2 separate regions of the Oryctolagus cuniculus genome follow, and region 1 is linked to region 2. Evidence: chromatin contacts called from public Hi-C data. All regions are on one chromosome and are shown on one strand. Each heading gives the region's core, a stretch centred on a gene start, on an enhancer-like site or on the middle of the called end of the contact. The rest is flanking DNA. Distances are from core to core; before and after follow the strand shown.

Region 1 (4,693 bases), core at 533-3,032, 300 kb before region 2:
ATTATTATTAAAGAGGCTGCAGTTCAGACATTTGAGGACTACAGTGACAACCACCCTAGTTCCTCCCCCACTCCTTGGATGTCATCAGAAGTTCTGAGTAAGAGGAGACCAAGGGAGGATGTCATGTGGGCGGGGATTTACCCACCTTCACCGGAAAAGCAGTAGGATACAGGTTTTACTTGTTCTCATCAAACCTCCCTTCCCAACACCCCACCACCACCACCACCACCAAATAATTACAGCTTTTGCTGTGCGGTCAATGCTTCCCTATCAAAGTAAAGCAAACAACAGAAAGGAATAATTCAAATATAGAACTGTTTTCTTAGACTATAGCTCACCCAGATATGAACTATTTGGAAAGCAGAGAAAATTAGGCAATAAAGCAATTCCTTTCTAAAAGTAAGATTCTGAATTCACTTTTTTTGTGTGATTGCCTAATTCCCTATTTAATGAATTTAAGATAATTAACACTCTGTATTAACACTAAAGGAAACTAAATTAACAAGTGTTAACCATGTCTTCACAGCCAGCCTATTCAGGCGCGCTGACATGAAGTCAGTTTACAAACTTCTCCTGTGATGTCACCAACACTTAATACAGGTCTTCCATATAATCCGTACTCTACAAAGAGAATTCGTTCTGAAATTCATGCCATCACATACAACCTTGCCCGAGGGTCTCAATGGAAAGGGCGTGAACCTATAGGGGAAAAAGGTTTATTCAGGTGTGTAGGGCGGCGGACTCACGGGGGAAAAAAAAAGTCACAGCCTAATCCTATTAAAAAGGATGGGAAATACTGATTAGATATCTAAAAAATTGTTCCTGGGGAACCGAGTAAAAAGCACCTCAAATTTCTGCTTTTCTCTGGTGTTTCTGACCACGCGACGGGGAGCCTGCCTGTCAGGCCGACCACCGACGCCCCCTCACGGAGCCCAGCACGGCCCTGCCACCTCCGCTTCCCCTCAGGAGGCAGGCCTCACGCACCTAACAAAGCCGGCCCAAGGACAAGGAGATGGGTTAGGTCAAGGCCGGTTCTGCCCTTCGGAAGGCGTCACCACCCTAACCTAGGGCGCCTCTCCCTACGCCATCAGGGCGGCGGGCTGCCGCCTCCCGGGGTCACTTAGCAGAGACCTCGAAGTTCGGTCCTCGCTGAGCCTGGGTCCGCCTCTTGAAAAAGACATTCCCCCAGGCGCACGGCTCTGTCCCTGAGACTCAACCCAGCACAACCCCCAAAGGCCAGGCTGCACTCACTCCCGTCAAGTTCAGGGGGCCGTGAGGAAAGCGGGGGTCCTCGCAGGCCCACCTGCTCCACCGCAGTCCTCAACTGGGTTTTGAGAATCCCGCCCTCCCGCACCCCGTTTCGACTCCTACTGCGTCCTCCTCACGCACACACACCCCCAAGCTCCCGCGGGCTTCCCGAGCCGTCGAAGGACAACGCCCCGACGTGGTCCCCGTCACGTCCTCGCACCCCGACTCTCCCCGGCCATCGCCCCGGGGGCGGGGCTCCGACTCTAGGAAACCAGACCAGGCAACCCAGGCACCCAGCGAGCCGGGGATCCCCACGCCAGCCTGGCCAATCGCGGCTGGCGAACCAAGGCGACCAGACGTGACGTCAAACGTGATTAAGTTGGCGCGTCACCCCGACGTCAGCCTCTCTGCCCTCGGACGTCCCGTCCCGGGAGCAAAACTCCGGCGACTTTGGGCCCCGCCCCTGTGAGAGCGGAAGGCAGCCAATGAGGACGCCGCGGAGCGGAGCGGAGCCAATGAGGAGAGGGCGGGGCGGGGCGCGAGGCCGGAGGGTGGGGCGGGCGGCGGCAGTGGCAGCCCCAGGTCTGGCTGAGCGCAGTATATGACAGTACGTCAGCAGCGGGATGGCCGTAGCTGTGGCGGCGGCTGCAGGAGCCCGAGCAGCCGCGGCCGCAGTGGAGGCTAAAGCCCGAGCGGCGTCGGCGGCGGCACCCCGGGGAGTTTAAGATGGCGGCGGGGGGGGCGGCGGGCCTGCGGGAGGAGCAGCGTTACGGACTGTCGTGCGGGCGGCTGGGGCAGGACCACATCACCGTCCTCCATGTGAAGCTCACGGAGACAGCGCTCCGGGCGCTCGAGACTTACCAGAGCCACAAGGTGAGCTGGTCGACCGGGCGGGCTCGGGGTGGGCACCCTCGCCTCCCGCCGCGCCTCCTCAGACTCGAGGCACCAGCGCGGGGTGTCCCGGAGCCTGGCTCTCCGCTGCCGCCGTCAGCGCCCGCGGCGGGCGGGCGGCCGGGCCGGGCAGGGCAGGGCAGGGCCGGGCAGGGTCGCTGACGCCGCGGTCCCAGGCCGGCCGGGCGCTGAGGCGTTCCGAGGAGGGCGAGCGGACGGGCGGCCCCTGGCGGCGGGGCCGAGGCCGCCGCAGCCCTGGCTCGGCTGCGCCGCCGCTGCGGGACTTTCCGACGGCGATCGCGGATTTCCTAGCTGGTTGGGTCCCAAGGAGAGAGAGAGAGAGGGAGACTGGGGCGAGTAAGGGAGCGGGCCTGAGGCGCGGCGTGCCGATCAAGAGCCGGGAGGACCCGTGGGCACGAGCTGCCCGCGATTTCGTGCTAACATATGGGCCCGGTGGACCCGCATAGCCGCGGATCCCGGCGCTCTGCGAATGGGGCTGGGACACGATTGGAACTCCCAGGGACTTGGGGACACGCGAGCACTCCGGGGCGCTTCCCTTAATGGGGGCACACGATGTGCTCGTGGAGGTGGGACCGGCACTCCGGGTACTGGGGATGGGGGGTTGGGGTGCACTCGGGTGCCCTTGCCCTGGCCTGGACGGAGGACGGGCACGCACCTTGCATTCTCGGGGGACACAGGCGCCTCGCGTTCCCCGAGACACCCTGCGCCCCGGACCGCCGCCGCCTTCCCGGGAAAGACCCGGGCACTCAGGCAGGGGCTCAGGGTGCCGGGGAGAGAACATCGCGGAAGCTGGCTGTCCCGGGAGACGCCTTGCGCGGGGGCTGAGTCGCCGAGCCCAGGTGCGGTGCGGGGAAGAAACGCTGCATCCTGGGCTAAGACTCGCTGACTGGAGCCTCTCCGCTCTCCGCGCTCCGGAGAGACCCGCGACGCACTCCCATCTCCAGGACAGGGAGGGGCTCAGCCACACTCTAGTACAAATCCAGGGGTGCTTTCACGTTGGGAGAGAAGTGAGAGAAGGGGCACGGCCGCCAGGGTGCTCGGGGAAGCCGTTTATGGGCATGCGGTGCTGTGTGTGGCTGAGCGAGACAGGCGTGGGCACCTTGCCGGAGGGAGGGATACACCATATGGGAGACCGGTCCCATCTGACTCCGCAGAGCCGGCTGACAGTCGCCGAGTCCGTACCGGGACCACCGCTAGGTCTCATAACACAGTAGCCCAGGGGCAGAGGGCCATGCAGACACAGACTCACATAGTTATTCAGATAAAAGTGGAGAAAAGAATTAACATCTGTTGAGCTCCCACTAGTGCCAGGCACTTTAAATGCACAGAGGGAAGCTGGTCCCGGGCAGAGCCAGCCGCAGGAGATGGGAGCCAGGGACACCAGCACACTGTGGGCGATAATATGGGAGGGTACACGTGTACGCAGAGCAGGTGAACGCAGGCAAAGACATGTGGATGCCCACACCAGGATGCACGGGAGCCAGCCGAGAAGCCTATAGTGAAAGAACTCACAGCCTGTGAGCCTGTGTGAGGCAGGCTGGGAGTGGCTGGTGACAGGGAGAAAGATAGCGCCTACAAAATGACATCCCAGGGAGAAAAGAGCAAGAGTGGCTCGGAGGCCAGCATGCCCTGTCGCAGCAGTAGGGATGCAGAGAGATAGAAGAAACAGACAACAGCCTGTGCCGGGAGGTACACCTGCAGTGAGGAGAGCAGCAGCAGCCTGGAGTGGGAGGCTGGATAGGAAGGCCAAGGGAAGGAAGCAAGATGGAGAGATAAGTTTGCCTGTTTAAGGGGAAAGGCGTGGGAAGGAATGACTGGGAAGAAGGTAGGTCAGGGGGTAGAAAGAAAAACAGAGGCCTGGAGAGGAAGAAGCCAAGAGGAGGAGGAGGAGGCCAGTCCCCTAGAGAAAGACTGACACACGGTGGGGTGGGGAGAGGCAGCCAGCCACCATGGGGAAACAACAGGCAAACTGTACAGCTGGTTATAGTGACATTGACACTGCCTACTTGGCTGGAAAGGGGTGGGCCGAGGGGGCCCACTCGAGGCTGGGGTTGGAAGTGCATGCCCCAGGGAGAGCAAAGCACCAGAAGCTCCCAGTGCCTGCTGATCTGCCTGCCTGCCAGGGGCCCAGGAAGGGAGTGCTGTTTGTTTTCCTACCCTTGTGTGGCCTTCACTTGTGTCTCGCACACCCTAGCATTTCCAGGCTTGAGATGAAGGTTAGAGTGCTCCAAAACCCTGCATTTATGTGCCAGAGGCTTCCAGGAGACAGACAGGAGACCCAAAATTCTCTTTTTCTCTGATCCCACTAGCTTGTTACAGATGAAGTCAAAGGCTTGTTGCGCCTGACTGCTTCTATTACCTATTAATATCATGGCTTGCTTTTTTCCATCTCTGAGCATGCAAATCAACGAGTCTGGTCAGTCTGTTCAGAGGCAGCAAGGAAAAAGACTTTTTCCCAAGTCCCTCCACCTTCATAAGTGTAGAACCTGGAAGATGGAGTTAGTCCTAGTAGTTCCTCCCCATACTGGTGGTA
Region 2 (4,914 bases), core at 357-2,856:
CACACTGTGGCATGACCAAATGTAGCTGAATAAGCTATGCATACCTCAGTTACTGCTTTTGTGGGGAGAACACTTTACAACAGCACTCTGCAAGAATACATCATGAACTACGATCACATCATGAACTATGTACAACAGATCAAAACCAGCAGAATCTTAACAAGAGAAAAGTGGAATAATGAAAATACTTACCCTCGAAAAACTGTCTTGAAGAAAAACGTCTCATCTGTCCTTAAAATTAGGTTTCTAAAGGTGCTCATTCCATAGAAAATTATAAATTAGCAGAATAGACCCTCAGTACTACTAGATACTTATTCAGCACAGGTTGAACTTTCAAAAAAAATATTTTAACTCAGCTGAGTTTTCAAAGGACACTGGACACAACACAGATATGAAATTAAAGGTACTTACTTGTCGCTCTCCTGAGCAGTGACTCAGGCGCTTCTACGGAGTCTGGGGACTTGGCCCACACATGCTCAGAATGCTTATCTGCAGGGTGACACTCGCGTTTAGGTCAAGAGCAGTCCTTGTATTCCACTGGAAGACACAGTGACAATAGATAAAAACTGTCAGAGGGGTTATTACTTGGACACATTTCCTATGTTAGCTCATTAATCCTCAGAAAACCACCAGAAGGAAAGGTGCTCCATTTAGGCAGCACCATGGATTTATATATATATATACATACACTCATATATAAATATATAATTATTTGAATTATATAATTATATATTTATATAATTATATAAATATAATATGTATTATATACATACATAAAAAACACGTGGCCTCCCAGTAAACCATCCTGAAGGCACAACTTTTTAGCAAAAATTTATAGTGATATACTGTGAGTTCTAACACCGATACGTATATACCTATCACCAAATAGGACGATCCTGAACTTTTTTTTTAAATGTAGGAACGCTAATGTGCCCGAGTTGTGTCCACAAATGTTTGAAAATTGGATACTTGCCTAATATCTTAATAAAATCATGTAGCTGTTCTGAAAACTGCCACCACCGTCTGATATTAAAGACCTGTGACCATAGGTGAGCTCCACCTGGGCTCGAATCCCGGCGTGGGGTGATTTGGGGCACGTGGCTTAATTTCTGGGCTGTGGTCTGTAACGAGGGCCTGGCACACCGCGAGGCAGAGGGAAACTGCGTGGGACTCGCTCAAACCAGGGTCGCCGTCAGCGCCACGGTCCTTCCAGTCCTGGCAAGTTTGCCCAGCGTGACCACGCGTTCTATTTCACAGACTAGCAGAGCGCTGCACAGAGCCTGAACTGGGCCGTGCAGGTGCAGCGGATTCCCCCGCCCAATATTCCAGCGGGGCCGCAGAAACCCGCCAACAGCCCTCATATTCAGCGCGCCATCTAGGCCGGCAAAGCTTGTTAAAGGCGCTGCGCTGCCGCCCTCAGGGTGAGCCTCCCGTGCCTGGGCACAACTATGCACCGAGGTTTAACGGTTCAGCAACGCAGAACGCAGGCCCTGGAGGGCCGAACTGCTCCAAGCAACCTCCAGAAGCAGCCAGCCGGCCACAGCCACCCAACCACAACCCCCGCCGCCGGAAGCCTGCGCTCGGGGCCGCGGGCCCGGCCGGAAGCAGCTGGCCCCGCGAGCCCCGCCCCGCTCCCGGCCGCCCAATCGCGCGCGGCGAGAACAGAATTGGCAGTTTTGGAGCCCTTGCTCCGCCCCCCTCAAGACCCGCCCTCCGCTGCCTCTGCGAGATGCGGCTGCGCGAGCCATCGCGGGGCGGGGCGGAATCGTCCACGTGACCTTGGAGGCCCGCCCCCGGCGACGGCCCCTGTGGCCTCCAAGGACCCGGGCTGGCAGGGGCCGGATGTCCCGGCGTTCCGGCCGCGCCTGGGAACTGGCTGACTGAGCCCTGTGTTTGACAAATTGAGTGTCATCATTTATTCTTTAGGCGTTGACCTCACTACATTTATCCAAATATTAAGTGCACCCAGCCGTCACACTCCTAGGAGTTTACCCCAAAAAACTACTTGGAAAAGTTCCTCATGATGCATATAATTCTTAGGTAAAGGTGCAAGGGAAGAGTGACAACAGCTAATGGGATCATCAACACGGGAATGGTTCAATAAAATACAGTTCAAGCAGGTGAACTACCCCGTATACGCGGAGAGTAGGTTCATGAGCCGATGAACGTTAGAAGGAAAAGTGCAGAATGAGATCTATTGTACTGTCTACAGTGTGAACCCAAATTGTTTCTCACATGAGAGGTAAACGTTAAAAAGCAATCCAGAACATAACAGTAGTTCCTTTGGGGGCAGATAAAGGGTTTCACTTTTATATTTTGGATTCATAATTTTTCTTCCTCTTTATACTTCCCTGAATTAAAAAAAAAAAAAGCACACCAAAACCCTCATACTTGTGGTCAGAGCTCAAAGTATATGAATTTGATGGATTTTAAAAGATATATATTTATTTATTTGATAGTAAGAAAGAGAGGTTTCCCATCTGTTATAAATACCTGCAGTGGCCAAAACTGGGCCAGGTCAAAGCCAGGATCCAGGAACTCACTCTGGGTTCCCCATGTGAGGGGAGAAACCCAAGTACCTGAGCCATCACCATTCCATCTAGGGTCTGTGTTAGCAGGAAGCTAGAGCCAGGACCTGCTGCTGGGATCAAACCCACATGCTCTGATATGGGATCCAGGTACCTTACCCCTAAGCCAAACACTTACCTCCAATGGGCTTTTAAAGTTCCCTTTACTGTCCTCTAATGGGAGTGATTCTGAACCCAGCTTATGCCATAGAGCCACGTGGGAATTTTTAGAAGCCATGATAGGAGCTGGTGCTGTGGCGCAGTGGCACATCGAGTTAAAGCCCTGGCCCGCAGCACTGGTATCCCTTATGGGAACCGGTTCGAGTCTCAGCTGCTCCACTTCTGATCCAGCTCCCTGCTAATGCATCTGGGAAAGCAGTGGAGGATGGCCCAAGTCCTTGGGTCCCCACACCTATATAAGAGACCCACAGGAAACTTCTGGCTCCTGGCTTTGGATTGGCTCAGCTGTGGCTATTTGTGGCCATTTGGGGAGTGAACCAGTGAATAGAAAACGCCTCTCTCTCTCTCTCTCTCTTTTAAATAAATAAATAAAATAAACCTTAAAAAAATGTCATGATACCAAATCATGTCTGCATTCCAGGTCAGTGAAATAACATGTTGGTGAGGGAAGGAGGATTTGAAATAATGTTTTAGGCCGGCGCCGCGGCTCAATAGGCTAATCTTCCGCTTTGCGGCGCCGGCACGCTAGGTTCTAGCCCCAGTCAGGGGGCCGGATTCTGTCCCGGTTGCCCCTCTTCCAGGCCAGTTCTCTGCTATGGCCCAGGAGTGCAGTGGAGGATGGCCCAAGTGCTTGGGCCCTGCACCCCATGGGAGACCAGGAGAAGCACCTGGCTCCTGCCTTCGGATCAGCACGCCGGCCGCAGCGGCCATTGGAGGGTGAACCAACGGCAAAAGGAAGACCTTTCTCTCTGTCTCTCTCTCTCACTGTCCACTCTGCCTGTCAATAAATAAATAAATAAATAGAAATAACGTTTTAACTTCCCAGGTAATTCCAGTGTGAATCCAAGCTTGAAATTTAATATGCTGACATAGTAGATCTCAGGACCCAGGGTGGCCCTGCCGACCTGGGACAGCTGAAATCCGGGAGCCTTGTCCATTTGCCCCACAGTGCCATTTAAATGCCATCTTTAAGTGAGCCTCCACATGTAAGAAGCTGAGAAGCTGAGAATAAGGATTTGCCTCCAGCGCTAGTTTCTCCTGGTTGTGTTTTGTTCAGCATAGTTTATATAAGTGATCAGTATGTTTAAAGGAATCATTTCCCCTTTGACAATTTTAAAAAATTTTATTTGAAAGGCAGAGTTACAGACACAGGGAGAGACAGAAAGGATCTGCCATCCACTGGTTCATGCCCCAAATGGGTGCAATGGCCGGGGCTGGGCCCTGCTGGAGCTAGGAACCTGGAACTCCATCTGGGTCTCCCACATGGATTTAGGGGCCCAAGCATTTGGACCATCCTCTGCTGCTTTCCTAGATGCATTAGCAGGGAGCTGGATGGAAAGTGGAGCAGCTGGGACTCAAACCAGACCTTTATCACAAGCTGGCATTGCAGGCAGTAGCCCAAACCACTGCACCACAATGCCTGTAGCCATCTCAGGGCACGTCCTACAATTTCTCTCCTTGGAACCAATTTGCATTTTACTTCGTTCCTTCTTCCCTATGCTGTTTGATTGCCTTGGTTTTCCCTGCTTCTAACTTTGACCTACTAGCGACACCTTGCGGTGTCAGTGGCATGATACACTTCCAGCTTTGTCTCTGGCTATCTTGAGATTCAGTTTCAACTGGCCCTTCTCATCTAGGTGAGCCCAGCCTGTCTGCTCTGACCATCAGGCCCTTGGAGCAGCAGTCCCTTCCTGTTAGAGAATTTTTAAAGAGGCTGCTTTCTCCCTGGAGAGCCCGCGAAGGCACATGTGTGCTGCTAGGTTCACTGTAGGGAGGTTTGCAGGGAATCCACCCATGTGGACTTGCTGCTTCTTCAGACCAAGAAAGGGTGATGGCACTGCCCTTACTATGTGCTTGGAACTCAGATCATAGACAGTGAGGGTGGCCGTGAGTACTCCTATCTGCTGATGACTCCTTCCTGAATGTCGTTCCACGTACGCCTACTGGGGGTGCCCAAACATCTCCACCTGGATATTTTCATGCTTCCCACACTGCCCACCTGCTGCCACACATTTGCCAAATCCACTTATTTTTTTGAGCCCATGTGGTTAGTTTTGATTAGTGGGTCCTGCGTGAAAAACCAGTGTGTCACTTCTAAACTGAGGCACAAAAGGGTGGACCACCCCTCTTTTTCTGACACAAAAATTAACAGTGTTCTAAGTGACAG

What was found. Hi-C and Micro-C count contacts between places; a contact is called where the count stands out from the background.
Region 1: a Hi-C map of an unstated tissue shows a contact between it and region 2, with 2.3 times the contacts expected there. The contact joins the promoter of ELL2 here to the promoter of RFESD in region 2. A contact is called at or near these places in 2 of 6 Hi-C or Micro-C datasets (embryonic fibroblasts and an unstated tissue).

The regions. Positions count from the first base shown.
Region 1 is chr14:18,538,505-18,543,197 of mOryCun1.1, reverse strand. ELL2 (elongation factor for RNA polymerase II 2) reads left to right here and starts at 1,782. Exons shown (of 12, transcript XM_002713941.5): 1 at 1,782-2,121. The coding sequence starts at 1,975.
Region 2 is chr14:18,239,279-18,244,192 of mOryCun1.1, reverse strand. RFESD (Rieske Fe-S domain containing) reads right to left here and starts at 1,606. Exons shown (of 5, transcript XM_017344610.3): 1 at 974-1,606; 2 at 412-537.